Linked DNA regions of Sus scrofa: region 2 is linked to region 1. The links are chromatin contacts, called in public HiChIP or PLAC-seq maps. All regions are on one chromosome and are shown on one strand. The core of a region is the stretch at or near the end of the contact, and the rest is flanking DNA. Distances in the headings are between cores, read along the strand shown. Region 1 holds the start of PTPRE (receptor-type tyrosine-protein phosphatase epsilon). Region 2 overlaps PTPRE (receptor-type tyrosine-protein phosphatase epsilon).

Evidence for each region. HiChIP or PLAC-seq counts read pairs in DNA pulled down with a chosen protein or histone mark.
Region 2: an H3K27ac HiChIP or PLAC-seq map of alveolar macrophages shows a contact between it and region 1. The contact joins the enhancer-like site here to the promoter of PTPRE in region 1. A contact is called at or near these places in 25 of 47 Hi-C or Micro-C datasets (alveolar macrophages, blood, embryonic fibroblasts and 12 more) and 2 of 2 datasets of contacts at active chromatin or transcription factors (alveolar macrophages and skeletal muscle).

What each region holds. Positions count from the first base shown.
Region 1 is chr14:137,099,076-137,104,803 of Sscrofa11.1, reverse strand. PTPRE (receptor-type tyrosine-protein phosphatase epsilon) reads right to left here and starts at 3,355. Exons shown (of 22, transcript XM_021073749.1): 1 at 3,152-3,355.
Region 2 is chr14:137,190,134-137,195,861 of Sscrofa11.1, reverse strand. The region is part of intron 3 of PTPRE (receptor-type tyrosine-protein phosphatase epsilon); the gene reads right to left. Among named protein-coding and RNA genes, the nearest start is that of PTPRE, 92 kb to the right of the region's middle. Within about 2 kb of position 2,966, at least 1 of the 83 cell types and tissues checked has an H3K27ac peak or open chromatin away from gene starts, as enhancers often do. A contact at or near this core is called in alveolar macrophages, where this site is marked.

The DNA of each region.
Region 1 (5,728 bases), core at 2,106-4,605:
AGCAGGGGGCTGAGCAGGCTGCGCCCCCCCACCCCCACCTCAGAGGATCTGGAAAGCCTGCAGGTACCTTCAGGGAGCATGGCACGTCAGCTCGCTAGGAGATAGCACGCCAAGAGAAGGACTAACTCTGATCTTGGAACGCACAGTTTTTTCCTTGGTGATAATCAAATATTAAGAACAGGCTTTATCCTAATGGATACATTTGTCCCTGTTTTGATAGCAGAACCTATCAAATGACATTATAAATAAAACAACATGTCCAATAAAGGAACGGAGGTGGTTCCCATGGTGTTCCCGACTGCTCTGAAACTTGCCTCCTTAGGGGGTCATGTGGGGTCACCTGGTCCAGGTCACACAGTCACTTTAGCAAGTAGGTTGAGCATCTCCAGAAGAACCAGCACTGTGGTCCCTAGACAGCCCTCTCCTGTTGCACCAAGGTCCAGCTCAACCAACGTCAAGGGTGGCTGCTTCTCAACCACAGTGGACACAGACGCCTCTTCACTCACAGATTCGCTCCTAAAATGTCTCCACTGGTCCAGTGGTAGTTATCAGAGTCTCCTGTCTGGCACCTGGCTGGGCGCTGGGGACAGGACTGGCCTCGGGGAAACTCCAATCCAGCCCAGCTCTCTACAGCAGGCTGGAGGCGGGTGTGATTAGTGGGAGAGAGAAACATCAGGAGAGTGGTGGGCTGGGTCCAGAGGGGAGGGGGTGGCAGGTCACCAGCTTGACCTGGGACATGCTGAGTTGGGGGCCTTGACCATCCTAGAAGTCAGGTGACATGGGCATCTGAGCCTGGGAACTGCAGGGGACTGGTCTGGGCTAGGACCTGCCTCTGCCCAGGAAAGAAGGAGTTTGGATAGAAGGGGGTAGCCTGGGCTGGGGTGATGGCAGCAAAAAGCCAAGTGGACCAGTGGGGGCGCAGTTGAAAGGCGACCCAAATTCACATCTCAGCTTCCTTCCCGACCAACGAGCACCTGCTGTCAATGCCTCACACATCCACCTTCAACACACCCCTCTGACGGCCCCCATCCTGCAGCCCCTCTGACAGCCCCCGGGGGCTGACAATTTGCACACACACATCCCAGGACGTGGGGAGGTCATGCATGAGGACTCGGAGCTCCAGGAAGCTTCGGGCAGCCTTGGCTGGAGGCACTGGCTCCGGACATCCAGGGGCCAGGCATCCCTCCACAGGGGTGAGAAGTGGTCGGTGTGCAGGGCTTGTGGACCTGACCGCGGCACCTCACACTCAACTGTGTGCCTCCCCAGGGGCCCTGGATGCATCACAGTGACAGTCACTTCCTTGCCCACTTCCCACAACTCATTTGGCTGGGCGCGCAAAGGGGTACAGTTTCATTTTATTTTATTTTTATTTTATTTTTTTGTCTTTTTGCCATTTCTTGGGCCGCTCCTGCAGCATGTGGAGGTTCTCAGGCTAGGGCTCTAATCGGAGCTGTAGCCGCCGGCCTACGCCAGAGCCACGGCAACACGGGATCCGAGCCGCGTCTGCAACCTACACCACAGCTCACAGCAACGCCGCAACGCCGGATCCTTAACCCACTGAGGGAGGCCAGGGATCGAACCCGAAACCTCATGGTTCCTAGTCGGATTCGTTAACCACTGAGCCACGACGGGAACTCCGAGGGGGTACAGTTTTAAATCTCCAGCCATCTGGATTCATCCAATGACCTGGCCTTCCACAGGGACAAATCTAGCTCTTAGCTCCTTTGGACACATGGAAAGTTCGGGGGGTGGGGAGGGCAGTTACTGGTTCCCAGGCAGCACTAACACCAACAAGGAAGAAAGACCTCATCCCCTGAGGTCACAGTCCGAGGCAGTGCCCCCTCTTGGAAGGGCTGGGTGCTGCTACAGGGCCTGCCCCATGTCACCGCCTCACCTTTTGTTCCCCAAGGCCTAGAGCCTGTGCTCAGAAAGCTGGACCCCAACCCTATTCACACTCAGAGCTCTGTGCCATACGGTGAAGGCAGAGTGACCATGGCGGTCTGAGCCACCTGCGCCCACCCCTCCCTGTCTTCCTTCGGCTTAGAGCTCTGGTTTTGAAAAGGCCCAGCCCTCCCCTTCATCAACCCCCCACCCGCCCCGGGCACAGTTTAAATGGATCTTTATTTTGCAGAGGCAGAATTTCACTGACCTTTGAGACACAAAGACCTCCAGGCACCCTGGGTCAAGGGGCACCTGGGGTCAGGAGCTGACTGGACACGCACAGGGACACCTAAAACACGTGACCACCCTTTGCTGGTTTTCATCCAGGGCATCCACCCTTCACTCCACAGGCGCACATACAGCCCTATTCCTCCGGAGTTTCCTGGGCTGAAATTCTGACAGAGGGGTCCTTATCCCCGACAGATCAGCATCGTCATTCTGCAAGTAAAACTGTTTAACCTTTCTAGAAAGGTTTGCCACTGGCAGGAAGGAATTTAGGTCAAGTCCGGTGCGGTCACTCAAGGCTTGGCTCTGCCTCTCCATCCCAGGGGTTGTCTGGCCTTTCCCAGATGGTCCTACGGAGCCGGCAGGCTTGGCGTGTCACTGCTCCCCGGCCCAGGAGTTCCGACAGGTCACCCCACGGATACCGCGGTCCGGCCTGGCCACCGGGGGCCGGCCCACTTCCTGGGGTCTTTAACCGCCCCCCCAGCCCTGGCATCCTACTCAGCTCCCCTCCCCGGGAGGGCAAGGGGCCCTGGACAGCAGCCCACGACAACAGTTGGTGCGACTCTGACTCACTTTCTCAAAAGGCTCCTTTCTGGACCCCTGCGTGCGGCAGCCCCCAGCACACCCGCTGGCACCCCCTCTCGGTGGGTCTCCCTGCTTCCACGCGTCCTCCCTGTCGCCGTCCCCCTAGCGCTGTGGCCACCCGCAGACACACACGCTCTGCCAGTCAGTTGACCGAGAAGGAGCGCGAGAGCCGCCGACCTGGTCGCCAAGTTGGGCTGGGGGCGCCCGGGGGCCCGATGGCCGGGGTCCTGCGGTCCCCAGACGCTGGCACCCGGCGCACCGCGGGCCGGCAGGGACCCAGCTCGGAGCCTGGCACCCCGGCGCGGCCCCTCCCGCCCACGGCGCGGCCGAGGCGGTGTCCCCGGCCTGCTCCGGCCGCCCGGGACACACGGTCCCCGGCCCGCACCCCGCACGCGCTCACCTCGGGGGGGCCGGTCCGGTCGCGCCGATCCCGCCGCCGCCGCCGCCGCGGCGGCTCCGCATCTCCCGGGTGCCCGCCCGCCGCCCTCCGGGGCGCCCCGCCGTCCCCGCCGGGCGCGCGGGAGGCTCGTGGGGACGCGCGGAGGCCGCGGGGTCCGGGCGCCGCCTGCGCCGCCGCCCGTCGCCGAGCAGCAGGAAATTTGTCCGGCAGGTCCCGCCGCCTCCTCCGCGCCGCTCGGCTCGGGCTCCGCGGCGGGGGCGGGGGCCCCGCGCAGCGAGGAGCGGGGGCGACGCCTGGTGTCCGGCGCGGGGAGCGCACCCGGCGCCCGCCCCACCTGGGCCCGCGGCCCCGCCCCGCCCCGCCCCGAGGGCGGGAGGCCCACGGAGGACCCGCCGGCCAGGACAGCCTGCCCCCAGGCGGGGGGGCGGGGGGCCCCCTCTCCCGGGACCCCCTCCCCCGGGGCCCCCGGCTGGGCCCCCACTGCCCGGGCCCAGGCGTCCTGTCGGGCGCTAAGGCGGGACAGCCGCGCTTATGAGCAGGAAAGGCCCTTCCTCCCCAGCCTTGGCCCCGGACACCAGGAAGTGGCCGGGCCGGGCACCGGCTCTGGGTCGTGCAGTCGGTCCGGAGGGCACCCTGTGCTGCTTCTGGTTCGAAGATGTAGCGAGAGCCGGGACGTGTCCCGAGCTGGAGCTGGTGTCTTCCTCTGTAAAGGGTGAAGAAAGGCGCCCACTTGGTGGATGTTGAAAAGGGTCTGATTACCATGAAGGCGGTATCCATCCAAGCTAAACTCAGGGGCGCAGGCGCCCACGAGGGAGGAAGAGAGAGGGTCGGCTGGGAGGGGTCTGGACCAGCTCTTCTCGGGGTCGGCTTTCCAGGGGACCTCCTGCCAGCTATTTAGGGGGGCTTGGAGTAAAGGACATTCCAGGGGAAGGGCAGAAAGGGTACATGTTGTCTCCTCGTGGGTCCTAGCCCTGGTGCTGTGCCCTCCAGCTTGGACCAAGCCCCTCTCCCCCCCCCCCTCACCCCTGTTGCAGGAACCTCACTCCTGAGGGCTCCTGAGTGAAGGAACCAATGGTGAGAAGGTGGCATTTAGGGTGTGTCACCTGCCTCACATCAGTAGCCAGCAGACACCTCCTGGGACACTTTCCAAGGACACTTGCATGTGTTCGGGACAGAGCTGTAGACCCCCAAAGGCTAAGACCGCCCTTCCACAGGACACACAAAGGAGTGGGAGTGGAGGACTTGAACTCAGCTTTCTTGCCTTGCCCTGCACATGCTGTCCCCCCGCTGCACATGTCTTGTCCAGCGCCAGGGCTTTAAATACCACCCATATGCAGGGAGGTGCAAAAAGCAGGGCTCTCCTGGCCCTCTCCTCCAAGCTCTGCCGCCCCCACCCCCGGCTGTCTCCCAGGGCAGACCCGGCTCTTGCTCTGACTCTGATTCTTGGCATATGTCCCCGTCTGCGCCTCCCCCACCTCGTGCACTTCCTGTCTAGCTCCCACGGTGTGCCTGCTGCTCCACTCCACCGCCTTCCTCTCGCCGATGACTGCAGTGGTCCCTCAACCTCAGACTCATATTTTTTTGTTTTTTCTTTTCTGGCTGCACCCGTGACATGCAAAAGTTCCCAGGCCAGGGATCGAACCCACAGCAGCAACCCCAACCACTGCAGTGACAACCCTGGATCCTTAACCCACTGAACCACAAGGGTAGCCCAAGATGCATTCTTTTCTAGGCACACCGTCCAGGGGGACCCTTACAGAGGAAACCTTGTCCTGTCAGCCCCTTGCTTAAAAGCCTCCTTTCAGAATAAAACCCAAACTCCTGGCAGGCCCTGCCTGATGTCTCAGCCCCTCCTGAGCTCTGAGCCCCTCTTCCCGGGGCTCCAGCCCTCAGCTCCTCTTCTCAGTGTCAGAGCCCAGCTCATCTCCATCTGGGACTCTGCCTAAGGTACCTGAGCTGGCCATTCTTTTTGCTTTTTAGGGCTGTACCTGTGGCATATGGAAGTTTCCAGGCTCGGGGTCAAATCAGAGCTGGAGCTGCTGGTCTAAACCACAGCACCACAGCCACAGTGACACCAGATCTGAGACCTACACCACAGCTCATGGCAACACTGGATCCTTAACCTCCTGAGTGGGACCAGGGATTGAACCCATGTCCTCATGGATCCTGGTTGGGTTTGTAATCTGCTGAGCCATAGCAGGCACTTCCTGGCCTGCACCTTCTTACTGACTGCCTCTGGAAGGTGGCCTGGCACCCCTCCCCTCTGCTACTCTTTCACAAGGTGTGTTCACTGGTTTGCTGTTAGTCACCCCCTCTTCCCCCTCCCGCAGAACTGTGAGCTCCGCGACAGTCCACGCTGCACCTGTCTCCATCTTCCCTCCTGACGCCACATGATAGCCAGGAGGTGTTCAATAAAAGCCTGTGGGCTGACACATCAGAGGAGGAGGGGCCCCAGCCGCAGCCCCCAGGCAGCCTGGTCACCGTGGAGCCCAGCAGGGCAGGCGGCTCTCTCCAGAGCTGAGCATGCCAGGCAGGAACTGCCCAGGTTGGGTGGGGTCAGGTAGACTGATGACTCCG
Region 2 (5,728 bases), core at 1,717-4,216, 91 kb before region 1:
AAACCGACTGATGAAAAGTGCTTTGACGTTCAGGTCTAGGGAAAGAGAGAAGGAGAGAAAAGGGGGCTGGCAGGGTGGGAGGAAAGGGGGGGTGGAGCTGGGTGAGAAGCAAGCACAGGAGCCAGACAGGGTGGGCACTGTTGCTGCGCCCCGGGAGGGGAGCAGCTTTGTATGCCTCTGTCAAAGGAAAAATGTCAAGGTGGGCTCTCCTCTGGCCCCCCGGGCCGGCCTTGGGAGCCCAAGAGCCCTGCCACTTTCTGCGAGAGTTCACCTGTCACGTGGGGAGTCATCCCTGCAGAAGGCTCAGATGAGGCCGCAGGTGAACAAGAAGGGCAGCTCTGCTACAAACCCACAGGGTGTCTAGGTGGGGAAGTGGGCCTGGCTCATGCCCCACAGAAGGCCTGGCACCCAGGGCCTGCCCAGGAGGGCTGGCTGAATGAATGACCCTCGCTGCCGTGACTAGAATAACCAAAACCCCATTTGGCCTGGACGGCCTCATCTCCAGCCTAGTCACCCATCAGGTCCTTCTTCTCTCTCAAAGCACCAGGGCTGGGATGACCCACTGTGTGTCCGCCTGACGAGGAGAGGTGGAAGGAGGCGAGGTCCCCAAGCTCAGGAGAGTGAAATCTGGGTGCCTTTGTCTGGGACCCGACCCCAGAAAAATGTGCTAAATAACACCCCTCAATCTAAGTAATGGCATTTAAACAAAGAGGGAATTGGGGACCCCAAGTTCTAAAATCTGAATCATTTCATTCCTTTCAGCATCCTTTAAAGCCCAGCCTGTCCCCTGGAAGCACAGGAAGTACTAGAAGGAGCCTGGACCACCAGTGCAGGGCCACCTGAGCTGTGGTCCCCTGGCTGTGTGGCCTCGGGCCAGCTCTCTCCCTCTCTGAGTCTGTACAATGAGCAACGCAGTGACCTCACGAGACTCTGGGGAGAGTCTGTAAGATACAAGGAGACCCTCGGCACCCCTTCTGGAATGTGAAGAAACACTTTAAAGCAACCAAACGAGAAGCCACAGAGTCCACTTCACTGTTCTTATGCCGGACTGTGCCCTGAGCAGGGGAAGGACACCTCGGGCAGGCTTCAGCTTCAGTGCCAGAGAAAGAAGCCCCAGAAAGACCTAGCATTTCCGGGATGGCGAGACGTCCGGGGTTCAGCCACTAGCAGCACGTCCAGAGCGTGGCTGGGTGAGGATGTCGCGGATGCTGAGACCCTCCCCGCTCCGTGCACGTCCCTGGTGTGCAGTTTTCTGGGGGCACCTGCCCCTGGCACAGAGCCCACTGTGCTGTCCCCCGGGTGGGTGTGAGAGCAGCCTCCTCTCCCAGGGGTCCTGCCCGCCCCCCACCCCAGGGCAAGCCCTGTGAGCCGCGGGGAGGACACCAAGGTCCACGTTCCACCCCCGAGTCAGCACTGGGAGTAGGAAGGTCAGCCCCGCAGCAGCCGGCACCCCAGACAGAACACATGCCTTATTTCAGAGAAAACCATTTCCAGAAGCGCGGTGAGCTGTGCAGGGGAGGGACGAGGAGGGACGCGATGTTGGTGGGGATGGTGACATACAGGGCACTCGCTGTGGCCGAGGACACGGATCCATGCATTTTACACATAAACACACTGGACCCTCACGCAGCTGCCCAAGACAGTACAGGCTCTTGCCATGCCTGCTTTATGGCAGGAGACTCTGAAGACCAGAGAGGCTAAGTTACCTGCTCAAGCCCACACAGCCATAAAAGGGCAAAGCCTGAATTCAAACCCGGGCAAAATCAAACAACCAGACTTGAGAAAACCACATCCCTATGGTCAAAGTGAGCACATTGGACCCAGGAAGTATTTCGTAGCTTGTAAGATTTTCTCAGGACAAGCACGGGAAGCGTGGGACGCCATCTGAACTGGAAACTGTTTCCTTTTGAAACAAATGAACACGCATTCTGTAAATTCCAAAATGTCACTGAAAATATTTACTTTAACTCCATCACCTCTACCAAAAAAAAAAAAAAAAAAAAAAAAAAAGAAGATATGAACTGTGTTGGCCTTGACAGATGTTAGCTTTCTGTGGGTTTGGGATTGCAAACAGGTCTACTCAGAAACCTCCTTTTAACTAGTGTATCTGGGAAGTGGCCCTGCATCATGAAATGAGCATTTAGTAAATATTTGTTCACTGAGGAAAGGAGGTGGCCGAAAGGCTGACCCCGAAAGAGGTTTACTAATATGCGCTTTATTTGCCCCAACTAGAATCTCTATAAACACCAGCTGCATCTCCTCAAATATTTATCAATGTAGAAGCACAGAGTTTTATGTCCTTTGAGAGAGATTCCTTCTTCTGTTACCCAAAAGCAGGAAGAAAAGAAACCTCAAAGGAAATTGCATGTCACAACCTGCTAGGACATCGGGTAACCGGCAAATAGGAAACAGGCCGTGAGAATTAGTTTGCGTTTATTCAACTGTTTAGAAATATTCAGGTCAAGGAAAGGGGATGGCTGCAGGCACGGCGACCCCGGGTGTCAGCTGTATCGCATTGGACTCTCTTTTGAGCAAAGAGCATCCTTTTCTTTGAACCCTGCTGACAGTGAGAAGGAGGGAAGAGCAGAGAAGAGAACGCTTGAGGGTGGAGCCGGGAGAGTCAGGCTTCTTTCTGGTGAAGGAATCTTTCATGGGACTTGGTGCAGGCTCGGGGCTCAGGGGACACCTGTGATTCCCAGGTGGAGGCGCCCTTCCTTCTTTTATCCGCCTGAATGCCTGCTCATCACCTTCCTGCTGGATCCCAGGTCTGGCAAGGTCACCCAAACCGAAAGGACAGGAGCCCTGACCAGGCATCTTCCAACTCCACGCAGGGAAGTTTTCCGTGAAGATGCAACTCTGAATCAATGCAGCACCAATGCTGCTCCATCTCGGGTTTGTACGTAGGAAGTATGCAAACAACTCAAGAAGCCTTGCAAGACCATAACCCTCCTGATTGCCGTTCGACTCCGACAGGAGGAAGCAGACTTACGTAACAGTGATTTTCAAGTCAAGGTTCGTTGAGACCTAGAAGCTGATGGTGTGTACGATGCTTGGGCTCGGCATTACCCTTGCCTGTGAGAGTCTGCTTTCTCCTTGGTCTGGGACGTCCTGCCCACGGATGCTGAGGGTATCAACTCCAACAGAGGCCAGGGCTCCAGGGCAAAGGCCCAGGGACTACCACGGTCTCAGGAAAGCCAACAGTATCAACAGCCAACCTGCAGCAGATGCTGGCCTGGGCTCAGCTGTATTTTCCCCGCACCCCCAAGTTCATGTCCACTTGAGGCCTCAGAATGTGACCTCTTTGGAAACAGGGTCTTTGCGGACGTCATTAAGTTAAGAGGAGATCTTCAATGGATTAGGGTGGGCCCTCCATCTACTGAGCAGTGTCCTTGTAAGAAGAGGACCCAGAGACACACACAGAGAGGGACCTGCGTGACACTGTGGTTCATAGCAGGTAAAATGGATTCGGTCTTCATCCTGCCTCTTGGCACAGAGCTTCCCCAACTCCTAGAGTTTCCTAAGGGACAAGAGCACTCACAGCATCTTTTCTCCTTTTTGATCTTTGACTCCACCTCCTGACATGCGGCTCCTAGAGCTCCTTTAATGGCCTGGTGATGGGACTGTCTTTTGTGCTACTGAGGCAACTCCAGGTGGGTCCCTGGATGGGGTCTGATCGCTAGAAAGACCACCCAGGTTAGAAGCCTCATGTTTTCAGCCTGCCACCCCCACCCCATCCTCTTGAGAAGGAAGAGGGGTTGGAAACAAGTTCATGGTTGATCACGCCTGTGCGGCGACGCCTCTGCAAAAGCCACGAGAGTGTGGGGGTCGGGAGTGCGAAGGTGGGTGGACACATCCACGTACCAGGAGGTGATGCACCCCAGCTCCACGGGGACAGGAGCACCTGCATCCGGGACCCTCTCAGACCCCGTGCCTCTTCATCTGGCTGCCCGCCGGTAGCCTTTGTCAGAGGCTTTAATAAACTGGTAAATTAGTTTCCTGAGTTCTGTGACTCGCCCCAGCAAATTAATCGAACCAGAGGAGGGGCTTGGGGGAACCTTGATTTAGAGCCGATGCATCAGAGCCCAGGTGACAACGTGACTTGGAACTGGCATCTGGGGGTGGGGGGCGGTCTCATGGGGCTGAGACCTTCACCTGTGGAATCTGATGCCATTTCCAGAGAAGGTCAGAACTGAGTTACACTGTGGGACACCCAACTGGCATCACGGAGAGTTGCTTGGAGGGGGAACCTCCACCTGCTTTGAGATGGGAAGTGTCAGAAGCGAAGTGTTCTGCGCAGACATAAAGGAGACAGAGAGGCGGGCAGAAAGACGAGTTGTTCTAGACACCACGTGAAGACGGTGGCAGCGTCTGAAGTGACGAAGCCTCAAGCCAAGGACAGCTGAGGGTCGCCAGCAGCCTTAAACGCTGGAAGAATCAAGCAAGGACTGTCCCCTGGAGCCTTCAATGGAAACAGGGCCTCCTGACACCTTGATTTCAGAGTTCCAGCCTCTGGGACAGTGAGGGAACCGTGTCGTCTGTGTAAGACATCAGGGTTGTGTTCCTTTCCCACAGCATCCTGAAGAAATGAGCCAGATGCCGAGCTAAGAACGTCGTGAAGATGTTTCTAAAATGCCTCTTGCTCCCTGTCTCCCGGCTGTGGGGCCCTTCCAGATCTTTCCAGGGCTCCTTCCTCCTCCCCGCCACATCCACCAGACACCAGCCCTCCACATTCTTCTCACAGTCAACTTCCCTCCTTTCTCGGACTCTGTCTGTCCGCCCTGAGGGCTCTTCTCCTCGCCGGGCAGTCGTGGGGATCAAGCGTGGGGTGAGGAGGAGCCGTGCTGGGTACCACCCCGGGGACACACCAGGGCTTCAGCGGTGGCAGCCAGGTTGCTCTCCCATGGCTGGTCTGCCTGGTGCCTGCCGTCTGCCCAGCACCCCATCCCCAGAAGGCTGGTCCCCTCCGCCCTCACCTGTGCCCAGGACCCTCAGAGAAGTTCCCCTGCACCTGTATCCTCTGATCACCTGCCCAAGCTCTGTCACATCATTCACTCATTTTCCTTAAAAAAAAAAAAATCGAGTACATGTAATTAAAGGACCGAGTTGTCACTGATGTAAATGGGAACACCAGCGTGGCTAGCCATCTACGGACATGACCTTAACCGTCAACTCGGCGGGGATGGGGAAGAGATTCTTGCTCGACGCTGGTCCCATGGGCCAGAGTCTGCGCTCTTTTTGTGAAAAAGGCAGACAAGCCTGCATTAGTGTTGAAGACACAGTAGCATCAAACAGAGCTGCTCCCTTTGAGCATAAGAAAGACTCAAGAAGGGTGAAGAAGGGAAGGACTCTCCTGCTTCATGATTCAAAGCTGCTCCCTGCTATGCTTTGCTTTCACCTAAAACCATCTCAGGACGTCTGTGCACTGAAGGGCACTGGCGAGAAAGTGAAAAGGCACATCACAGAACGGGACAAAGCGTTTGTGAATCACGTATCTGATAAGGATTGAGTATCCAGAATACACGAAGGGCCCTTAACTCAAGAAGGGAAAGACAAAGATCCCATTTAAAGACGAAACAAAGCACTTGAGTAGACATTTCTCCAAAGAAGACACTCAAAGGACCAACAAGCACATGAAAACATGCTCAGTGGCGCCAATTCTCGGGGAACTGCGAACAAAACAAAACCACAATACCCCACTCATGCCCCACTAAGATGACTGTAATTTTGT